Regions from separate parts of the Gossypium hirsutum genome. Here region 1 is linked to region 2. Evidence: chromatin contacts called from public Hi-C data. All regions are on one chromosome and are shown on one strand. The core of a region is the stretch at or near the end of the contact, and the rest is flanking DNA. Distances in the headings are between cores, read along the strand shown.

What was found. Hi-C and Micro-C count contacts between places; a contact is called where the count stands out from the background.
Region 1: a Hi-C map of leaf shows a contact between it and region 2, with 2.2 times the contacts expected there. The contact joins two enhancer-like sites. A contact is called at or near these places in 5 of 34 Hi-C or Micro-C datasets (fibers, leaf and petal).

What each region holds. Positions count from the first base shown.
Region 1 is chrA07:4,051,182-4,056,801 of Gossypium_hirsutum_v2.1, reverse strand. No RefSeq gene overlaps it. Among protein-coding and RNA genes, the nearest start is that of LOC107953740, 4.6 kb to the left of the region's middle. Within about 2 kb of position 3,366, at least 2 of the 9 cell types and tissues checked have an H3K27ac peak or open chromatin away from gene starts, as enhancers often do. A contact at or near this core is called in leaf, where this site is marked.
Region 2 is chrA07:4,010,672-4,015,683 of Gossypium_hirsutum_v2.1, reverse strand. No RefSeq gene overlaps it. Among protein-coding and RNA genes, the nearest start is that of LOC107909339, 5.9 kb to the left of the region's middle. Within about 2 kb of position 3,138, at least 6 of the 9 cell types and tissues checked have an H3K27ac peak or open chromatin away from gene starts, as enhancers often do. A contact at or near this core is called in leaf, where this site is marked.

The sequences.
Region 1 (5,620 bases), core at 2,117-4,616, 41 kb before region 2:
TGTGAATCTTATTAAATAATATTTTATATAATTGATGAGTTTATTTTTTGTATCTTTAAATTTACATATGGTCAGCTTTGAAACCCATGCCACCAATTTCTTTTTAAATTACAACCTCAATCAAAGTTTTATTTTTCTTATGATTATTTTATATTTGAGATTTATTTAATCTCAATATTTGATATTTATAAATACTTTTATATACATATATCAAATGTTTTTAAAAAGTAACGACAACTTCAAAACAGTACACTGAAATAGACCGATACCAATATGTATCAGTACCAATAGAAAAATGATGCATCTATTAGTGCAATACTAACTACCGTGTTATGAGTTGTTATGCATAGTATAAGATAATCTGTTGTTTAATTTATGTTTTTTTTTTGCTTGTTTCTTCTTTTAGTTTGTTTAATGGTAGATTGTATTTGTGAAGTTTAGTAAAGAATGTTATATATAATTGATGAATATATTTTTTGAAATCTTAAAATTTACTTATGGTCAGGTTTGAAACCCATGCTACTAGCATTTTTAAAATTTTTTTTTACTGTCTCAACTAAAGTTTTATTTTTTAATAGTATTTTATATTTGAGATTTATTTAATCTCATTATTTGATATTTGTAAATAATTTTTAATATACTTATATCAAATGTTTTTCAAAAATAGCGATAACTCCGAAACAGTACACCAAAATAATACTGATACATATCAATACTAATAGAAAAATAGTATGTCTACCGGTACCATACTGACTACCTTGAGAAAAACACATCTCAGTGTTCTCCTTTTTCTCCAACTAGCAAAAGGATCAACCGAGACCTCTTAGGTTTCAATCCTTGTAAATGAAAGTCGACATTGAAGAACAAGAAGTGTCTGAAGAGGAGAAACCCTTAAGAAAAAATAATAGTGAACCCAAGGCCAAAACCTAGTCTACAAACTCCAAACATCGTTACCGGCACCAACGTTGAAGCTCACCCAACACTGCACCTTTGCTGATCCCTTTCCACCACATTAGCCACTGTATCCGACACTTCTTCCATCCAGTAAGTTAAATCCTCCAACTTAAAACCCTCGTCAGCTAGCAAGTCGATGAGCTACAATTATCCTTTGTGGCTTTAGATAGATTGAGCTGGTTAGCAAAGTTTGTACTGTAAAAATTTATATAATAATCTCTTTCTTTAAGCATAACTTTCCGAAAAATAGGTTGTTGAATAGAATTGCATTAACAAATCCCTAATAAAAAATACATTTTATAATTTTAAATCTTTAATAAGAATACAATTTATAATTTTTTTTTCTAACCAGTCAATCTCTGGCCGCTATTGAACATGTTAAACACGACCCATGTGTATGAACTGAACCTTTCAACTTTTTGAGACTGGAAAGTAGTAAATTTGATGAGGAAAAGTAGAAACAATACCAAACCCTCCTAGCATTAATTGCACTTTCACATTAGGATGTTTTTATTCATTTCCCATGTCTCCACATTCAACCCCCAATTTGTTTGTTTACTGATTTTATTGTTATACTTTAATTATCATATTTTTCGATTTCTAGTTGAATCGTCTAACAAACGGATTCAAGATTTATAACATTAAGTACATATCAATACATAAATATTATATACCGTTGGAAGAAGTGAGAGTGAACTTATATCACCTTAACCCAAAACATAACTAAACTCTCATTGTAAAACTATTGAGGACACTGTGGTTATACAAAAATGAAACAAATAGATATTGTATAATTACAAAATAAGAAGGCCTTGCAAGTATTTTTTTAAAATTAATTATATATAAAAATGTCTTTATTTGATTAAGAATTAACATATATTTTGTGTCTTGAATTTGATGACTCGTATTCAGTTGATATTTACAATTTTTTTGAGGGCTTAATTGGCACTTAAACTTAAATTTCTTACATTTTTGTTATGTCGTTAGAATGTGATGATGTAACATTGACAATAAAAAATATGATAATATATGATAGCCTCACATTATGACATGCGTGAAGCATTAATTAAAAAAAACCTCTAAAAATATATAATTTTATAAAAAGAAAACATTATAAATACTATTTCAAATCCAAAAAAACCTATATAGATAAATGTCCAAATTTAGATAAATCTAGATGTCTATTTGTCTAGATTCATTCCAAATGCGCTTTTTTTATTAGTTTTATTTTTTGTAAAATATTTTGTATTTTATATTATTTTTTAAAATTAAAAAAATATGAAATATATAAATTCTAAAAGATCTTTTAAAATATAAAAAAATTATAAAAAAACTATAAAAATTATTTTACATCCAGAATGAATATGAGCAAATAGATGTCCAAATTCAAATGAACCTAAACATCTATTTGTCCAAGTTTATCCAAAGCATCCTTCTTTTGATAATTTTATATATTTTTAAATTTTTTATAAAATATAATGTTTTTATATTATTATTTTGAAATAAATATCCATAATATATAAAATCTAAAAAGTATTTTTAAAAAATTGTAAAAGATTATTTCATTCCAGAATTAATCTAGACAAACCTATAAAAGTAAATGTCCCAATTTAAATGAGCCTAGACAACGTTATCCAGATTCATTCTAAATATGCTTTTTAGTAATATTATATATTTTTAATCTCAAAATATATATTCACACTAGTCATGGATTCAATGAGTAAACAAATTTTACTTTGTTGAGTAATTATTCTATTGTGCCCCTCATAATGGTTCATTCACACACGCGCACACACACATATATATATATATAAGGCACGGTCCACTGATATGACGTGCTAGAAGTAATTAGGCGCCATACGTGGTGACACGTTATTCCCTTAAGAGTTACATATTTCTTAAATACTCCTAAAAAAGATTATGGATGAGTAGGATGAAACTAAGCAAGTGGTGGAAACTTATAACTAATAACTCTCCAAATTAGTAACAAATATACTTACGTGTCAAGCGAACTGTCACAACTTATATTATATAACATACCTAAAAAAAAAAGGAAGCTAGTAGATCCCAAATAATTTGACCATTTCAATAAACCAAAACATGGAGTGGAAATCCAGTTGGTTTAGGACAAAACATTTTAAATGTTTCATTTTCATTTTTACTTTTCTGGTGCATCTAAAATTTGATTCAACAAGTAGTGGTACAGATACCTGACGACACCAACTTTTTCAAACCATGTCAAAATCAATATGAATGTTCTCAAATAATTCATATCCACGAAACTTAAAGTCAAAAAGTCAATCCAAAATAAGCTTTTCGTTTTATTGTTCGTTTTCCATAACCTAAACTTGCTCATCATGATATCAGCAACATGACATGCGTAGGCTGATGGCCTCATCTCTTACGTAAACATCATTTACCCATGAAATTATTTAATCTATGGAGTTGGTGAAGACATAGGATATAGTCATATGCATTATTAATAACTTACATGAAGATGTGTTATCAATCTACTGTACTTAACAAAAGCTCTGAATTTAACTCCTGTATATTTATTTGGTGAATTTTAGCTTTTAAATTTTTAAAATTTAAAATTTTAATTCTCCCCAAATAATAAATTATTAAAACCGGTAAGTAAAGTTTTATTATTTTAAAATTTTAATGCATCATATATTTTATTATATATGTAAGGTCATGTTAGATTATTTTTTTCTCATATTTTATTAAAATCCAGTTAATAGATTAACAAAAGTTATTATACGTTAAGACTAAAATTTTAAAATTCGAAAAGTATAAATATTTAGAATGATTCAAATAAAGAATATGGAATAAATCTACGATTGCGTGAATAGTACAAGACTAGTAATGGGTAATTTTTAGTTTTTTTTTTATTTTTAACTTCCAATCTTCGTCAAATAATAAATTGTTAAAACCGTTAAGCAAAGTTTTACTATTTCCAAAATCTAATGCGTCAAACATTTTATTATATGTGTAATGTCATGTTAGATTTTTTTTTAATATATTACTCACTAAAATCCAGTTAATGGATTAACAAAAGTCATTTTATGTTAATACTAAAATTTCAAAATTCAAAAAGTATAGAGATTTAGAATGATCCAATTAGAGAATATAAAATAAATCTACAATTGTATGAATAGTACAAAACTAGTAATTGCGTGTAACCAAAAAGATTTAATTGCTACTATTTAGTGTAGGACTGAAATTTTAAATTTCAAAAAATAGAAGAGTTAAATTAGATCAAATAAAAATATATGAACTAAATCCACAATTTTCACGAAGTGGAAAGATTAATAAAAAAAATTAATCTTGTTTTTATTGATAGAATTTAAAATTATACATTAATAATCTATAAAAATATATGAATGATAAATGAACTTCCTTCCCTAGTATCTCTCCTTTTCTTGCACAATGTGTTTCATGCTTTTTGGGGGTTAAATTATATCCCTGTATTAAAGGTTGAAGAATAAATTAGTTTTATATTATAAATTTAATTTTGAAATAAACAAGGAAAAAGTTCAAGGCATAATGTACACTTTAAGTTTTTGAAGTATATCGCTTTCTTCACGTTGATTTTTAAAGGTTGTTTTAGCTCAATTCAATCCCTAATATTATAATATTTTCAGTTTAGTCATTTGGATGTTAAAAAATTAATAACTGTTATATTCAATCAATTATATGCTACCATGAGTCATACAATGGATCATAATGACACCATCATCCAAAAAAAAATTTATAGAATTTTTAAAAATAAAAAAATTATAAAATGACAAATTTATTAAAAATAAAAAAAATTAAAAAACTATAAAATTACAAAAAAAACAATATAAAAATTACTAAAATTTATTAGAAGTTTAAAAGAAATTAGAAATTTCAATATTTTAAAACTTTATAAATCACATTTACAAAAGCTTGAACATTGATATTGCCTCTTAGAAAAATACAGCTTACGACAATTTTTTTATAATTTAATCAATTAGAATTTATAATGGGTAGATATTTTTAGGTGATAAAATTGGATATATTTTTTCAAATTATTTAAATAATAAAAAAGAATGTTATTTTAATTAAATAATATTTTTAATTATTCCAAATACTTTTTACTATTTTAAGACAAATTATTTATCTGTAAATCAATATTTTAAGAATAATTGTCGAGTGTTTAACCATATTAAATAATTTTAATAAAAAATGAAAAGAGCACGTGCACGATGATGGTTGAAGGAAACTTGCTGAGCTAAGTCCAATAAACATGCTACAGTAACCTTGGTAAAGTATTAAAATTTAAATATTTTCAAAATACAATTTTTTTTTATAAAAATTGATTGTATTATGATATACAATTTTTATATCAATCTTTTATTATTTTAAATGTGATTAGTGAATGTATACTTTATTCCAAGATATAATAATTTTTACTATTGTATAAATTCTTTATAATTTTTTACAATCTTTTATGATTTCTAATATTTTTATAATTTTTTCAATTTTTTCATTTTTTTATAGTTTTAGTAATTTTTTTTACAATGTTTAAAAAATTCTAACATATTTTTAATTTTTAGACAATTATATATTTATAATTTATATATATTTTTAAAATATATAATCTTTTAATATTTTTTAAAGTTTTTAGGGTTTTTTTAGTGAT
Region 2 (5,012 bases), core at 1,889-4,388:
ATTTTTAAATATGATTAAATTATTTATTATTGATAATAATAATCTTATTAAAATTTAAATAATAATAACAATAATCATTTACCAAAACAAATTTATGCTAAGGGTATTCTAGTCATTTTAGTTTTTTCCATTATGTTATTACACCTCTATTCCATTCAACCAAACACAAGATTACTATTACGCCTCTATTCCATTACATTCAACCAAACAGTTGATTTGCTATTACACCTCTAATCCAATACAGCGAACCAAACGCACCCTAAAAATGTCGATTAGTGATTGGAAGGTGGGGATTGTTCACCTCATTTATCGCCACGAAAGCAGGGGAGCGGACTCGCCGTGTGAGTGTGGCTGACCCCACCGGAAAGCAAAGTAAGCTCCTCTGTTGTTTTTGCCTTACCATCAAGATTCATGTATCCGAGTCGATTTCTTTTTTTTTTCCCATCATTACTTTTAATATTAATATCTACTTTTTTATATAATATTTAAAATTATTTATAGTCCCTTTTTAATTTATAAATAAAAATATAATACACTTCAATACATTCAAGTCTATATTTTTTATATTAATAATAATATCTACGCGAATCAAACTAAAAACTCAATTAACTATTAAACCAGATGTTAAACGGGTCTTGATAAATTTTAAAAATGTTAAATGATTAAATTGTGTTAGTGGCAATTATCAATGTCAGCTATGAAAGAAACCGCAGAATATTATAAAATTGATTTTTTTTTTTGGTATGTTTAATCAATGTATCATGATTATTTATTTTTACATTTTTATGATTTTGAGCAATAAATGACTAGATTATAATTGAAGAAAAGATTGGATTAAGTAAAGTTAGTTTTCAAGAGTTTTAATTTGATCTATTATCTTAGTTAAATAGATTCATATTTTGAAGAAATTAAGCAATGACTCTTCAATATGATTATGTTTTCTTATAAAAAGATATTTGTTTTCTTTAAAAGTTTGTGTTGGGAATATCTATCACTTTACAGACTACATCAAAGGCTATTTTGAAAAGATATTAATGAGATTGAGAGAGTACTTATCATGTTAATGTGAAAAATTTATTTTTGTGCAAATTTATTGTAAGCAAATAGTTTTTATTGCTTAATTTGCAACTAAGCTTTGAATAAGTGAAAGTCTTGAGGAGAGCGATCTAGATTGTGTATAGGAATGAGGTTGTAACTTGTTAAGTAAATTAGACTTGAATAATATTTTGTATTAGTTGATCGGTAGTGTATTACTCTTTAAACAAGACCTCACAATTATAGAAAATTTTCAAATTACGTAACCAAATTATTGTGTTCATCTCTAATTTTTAATTATTAATCAATTCATCCATATTGCGTAATGAAATTATTGCCTAATCAATTTTATAATATATATGTATAAAAATGCGAATTTACTACTGATAATAAAAAATTTAGTATTAATTAATTTACAACTAATTATTGTGATAATATTTTTTCTTGATTTTATCATCACATTAAACAAACAACTTAATCAATTAAACTTTGTATTTATAATAAATCTTTTAAAAGCAATCTTACAGAGCAATGGATAGCATCTACTATTGCAGATGAAGATAAACCCTAGCGGTTCACTTTCGTGCGACTCTCGACATTAATTATCAAATCCAGGAAAAAGGAAATAGCAAATAATGCTACAAAACAAAGAGAAGGAGAAGTGGAACACAATGTAAATGCTGCAAAAACAACTAGAGAATACCAAAAGATTAAGCTGTCCTCAAGGAAATGCTACAAAACCACGGATCATAGGGACATTTCAAGAACTTGATAAAACAGATTTCTTTCCAGAAATATTCTAATGAAAGGATGAAGCAGAGGAATTAAATCTACAGAAAGGATATATATAACTCACCTTTCCAACACGTGCCAACATTTCACTTTTTTTTTTCTCTCTCGAGCCTCTTGTATGCGGAGAGGATACATGTAACAGGTCCGAATCAGTTGTTTTGCTGTCATTTCGTTATTATTTTGTTTTTATTGTTTGAATTTTCTATGACTCTTGTTGTTTATGGTCAATTTTGGTATTATTTTAGAAGCATTTAATTTTTAAGTTACAATTATCTCAGTGTTAGTTAAGTATAAATATTTTTTTAATTAATTTTTATTTTATTGAGAATTATTTACTTTAATGTTTCTAGTACATTAGATATATAATATTTTTTAAATTTATTTTTACAAAAAAAAATAATCTAAAAATAATAATATAAACTGGTTGAGTCAAAGTTGAGTTTAATATTTTTAATTTAGATCAGGCTTACTAGAATTCTAGACCCAGTTATATTTAAACTTAAAAAAGAAATTTAAAAATTTGCAAAGGCCTAACCTAGTCCATGATTAGGTATGGGTGTGACCCTTTCAAAATACGCGTGACAAGAACAGAAATTCTCCATCTCTTTTGCATACCTCTGTTAGTGTCTCATCAATCTTATTCGTCCAAAGTGTAAAAGTGAATTTAATGTTTTTGTTTCTTGTTAACACATTCAATTTTCTCAAAAAAAAAACTATTAATTTTCTCTGACAAAAAAACATAGCGAATTCTCTTTTTCTTATTATTATATAATTATAATAAAAATAATTCGATCCAAGATCTAACCCTATATAATAAAATTCTACAGATATCTTAGGAGATTGTTTTCTTCTTCTCTACTTCTAAACCAAAATCTTCTCCATCTCCACATCCGTTAGTTCAATGTATCAACACTTCTCAATGACTTTTTGTAGCTAAAACATAGTTATTACCATGTACCAGCCATTAAAAGAACAGTATACCAAGTTACCATACAAATTGTAGATCCAGAAGAAACATGCACCAACGTCTAAACCAGAAACTAAGACCATGTTTGCAGGGTTTTTTTGAGCAATAATTCTGAAAGCTTCTATTTAATCACCAGTGAAGTTGAATCTCAAAACCCACTGATTGATTTACCCTTTACAGTAACCATTTGTATATGTTAAACCCATAAGCGTGAGTTTATTGCATCTCTATTTTGATAAACATGAATAATGAAATCATGTCTTTATTTAAGATTTGAATTTTCATGGGACCAAAGTAAGAAGCAAGTGCGCTCTATCCCATTCGATGTTGACATTTAGTCAATTCGGACAATGTTGAACCACCACCCCCTTCGCTTTACCCTTTCATCATCATCTCTTGTCTTCATTAATAGACTAATTATTATTTGACATTTTTTGCTACATTAGACTAATATTATTATCTTCAACTTCACACAAAATTCATCCTCTACACACTACCTAATAATATATATTGTTTTCATTTTATAAATAAAATTTACTATATTATCCACAAACCCATAAATAATATTTGTTTTAAAAAAATTTATACAACAATAAAGCATAACATTAATTGAAACCATAATACGTAGATAGTAAGTATCATAATATTTTGGGTTTAAATTCTATTATGTACAATTTTTTTAAAAAAAATTTATATAGAACGATAAATTTATTCTTTTTTTTAAGAATGTATTGTGTTGTTAAAATTAGGGGATTTTAGTAATTTTACATGACTGAATTGAAATTTAATTGATGAATGACACTAACTCAATCAAAATCTTAAAAGTAGTATAGATATTGTTATTGACTCTTAAAAATTGTGACTTTTAATAAACTTTTTATGTCTACAAAACGTAAACTTGATATTCTTGAATTTGAATGTGATTTATTATATATTTTGTAAAAAAAATGCATAATTTATGTATAAAATAATTAAAATTTAATGCAAATTGTATAAAGTATGTACAAATATGAAATTCGATCATTCCTCTATATAGCAACTACTCTTTATAACTATACTTTATTAGAATAGTTAAGTTTATTGTAAAACTGATTTTAATATTATTTTTACTTGTTACAATAACTTTTCATCTATAACAATAAATATAAAGCATGAAATACATTATTTACTAAATTAGTTGTTTATAACAATCTCTAGTCTCAAATTTTAATAAAATTAATTCTACTCTTAAGTCAAATGAAAATAATAAATTTTAGTTAATATATTATTCTAGGGATTATATAATTTGAGGGAAAAAAACAGCAAACACCAATAGTAGGACAAGTTCTACCAACACAACAAAAATTTTAGCCTAAGCATTAGAATATTATAACATGTAGCCAATTGGTTTTGTCACGACTCAAGTATGGTATCTAGAGTAATTCAAGCACTTAAGACGATAAAAAAATCAACCACAGATGGTCCAAAGTGGAGGGCAACAATCGGCAAAAGAATCGAGCATTCACCAAACTAGAGAAGACGGCGACAGAATCATCTCTAAAATCATTTGCAAAAGTAATACTACATGTATAAGCTAGACTAAAAAATGTGCTACAATAGCAAATAAAAGCTTTTAAAAATGGAACTTATTGAATAATGGAAAATAAGCAAAAATAATATATAAAACTTAAAGACAACACGAGTTTAATCTAACTTGTGAAATTATTTATTATTCTCAAAATAGAAATAAATTAAGAAGCTGATGAAGAGCTATCCACTTTTGTTAGTGATCAATGGAGTTTCAGTGACAAATGTATCGCTATCTGTCAATCACAACCTATAAAAATAATAAGGATACCCACAATATAAATTTGTAAACTAAAAAGAAAGAATCACACTAAGCTTATAAGAAAAAAAAAGATGAAGAAGAAACAAACGTATTGGAGGAGAAAAAGAACAAATTTTAGTTCTCATAAGTCTTAAAACCATGAGGTTCTTTAATTAAAATGCATATCACTATTCCCCGGCTATATTTTATGGGTGTTTTATATCATTAAAATGTACACAATTTTTTTAAGGTTTTCATATTATATATGCATATATACATTAGAGAAGAAAGCCAGAATAAATTGGTGCCGAAAGGGTCACGTCAGGAACCCAATAATTCATTGAGATAATGATGATTGAGAAGTTGATGACTTTATATGTTCCTACGGAGCCACGCAGACGGTTCGCGGCC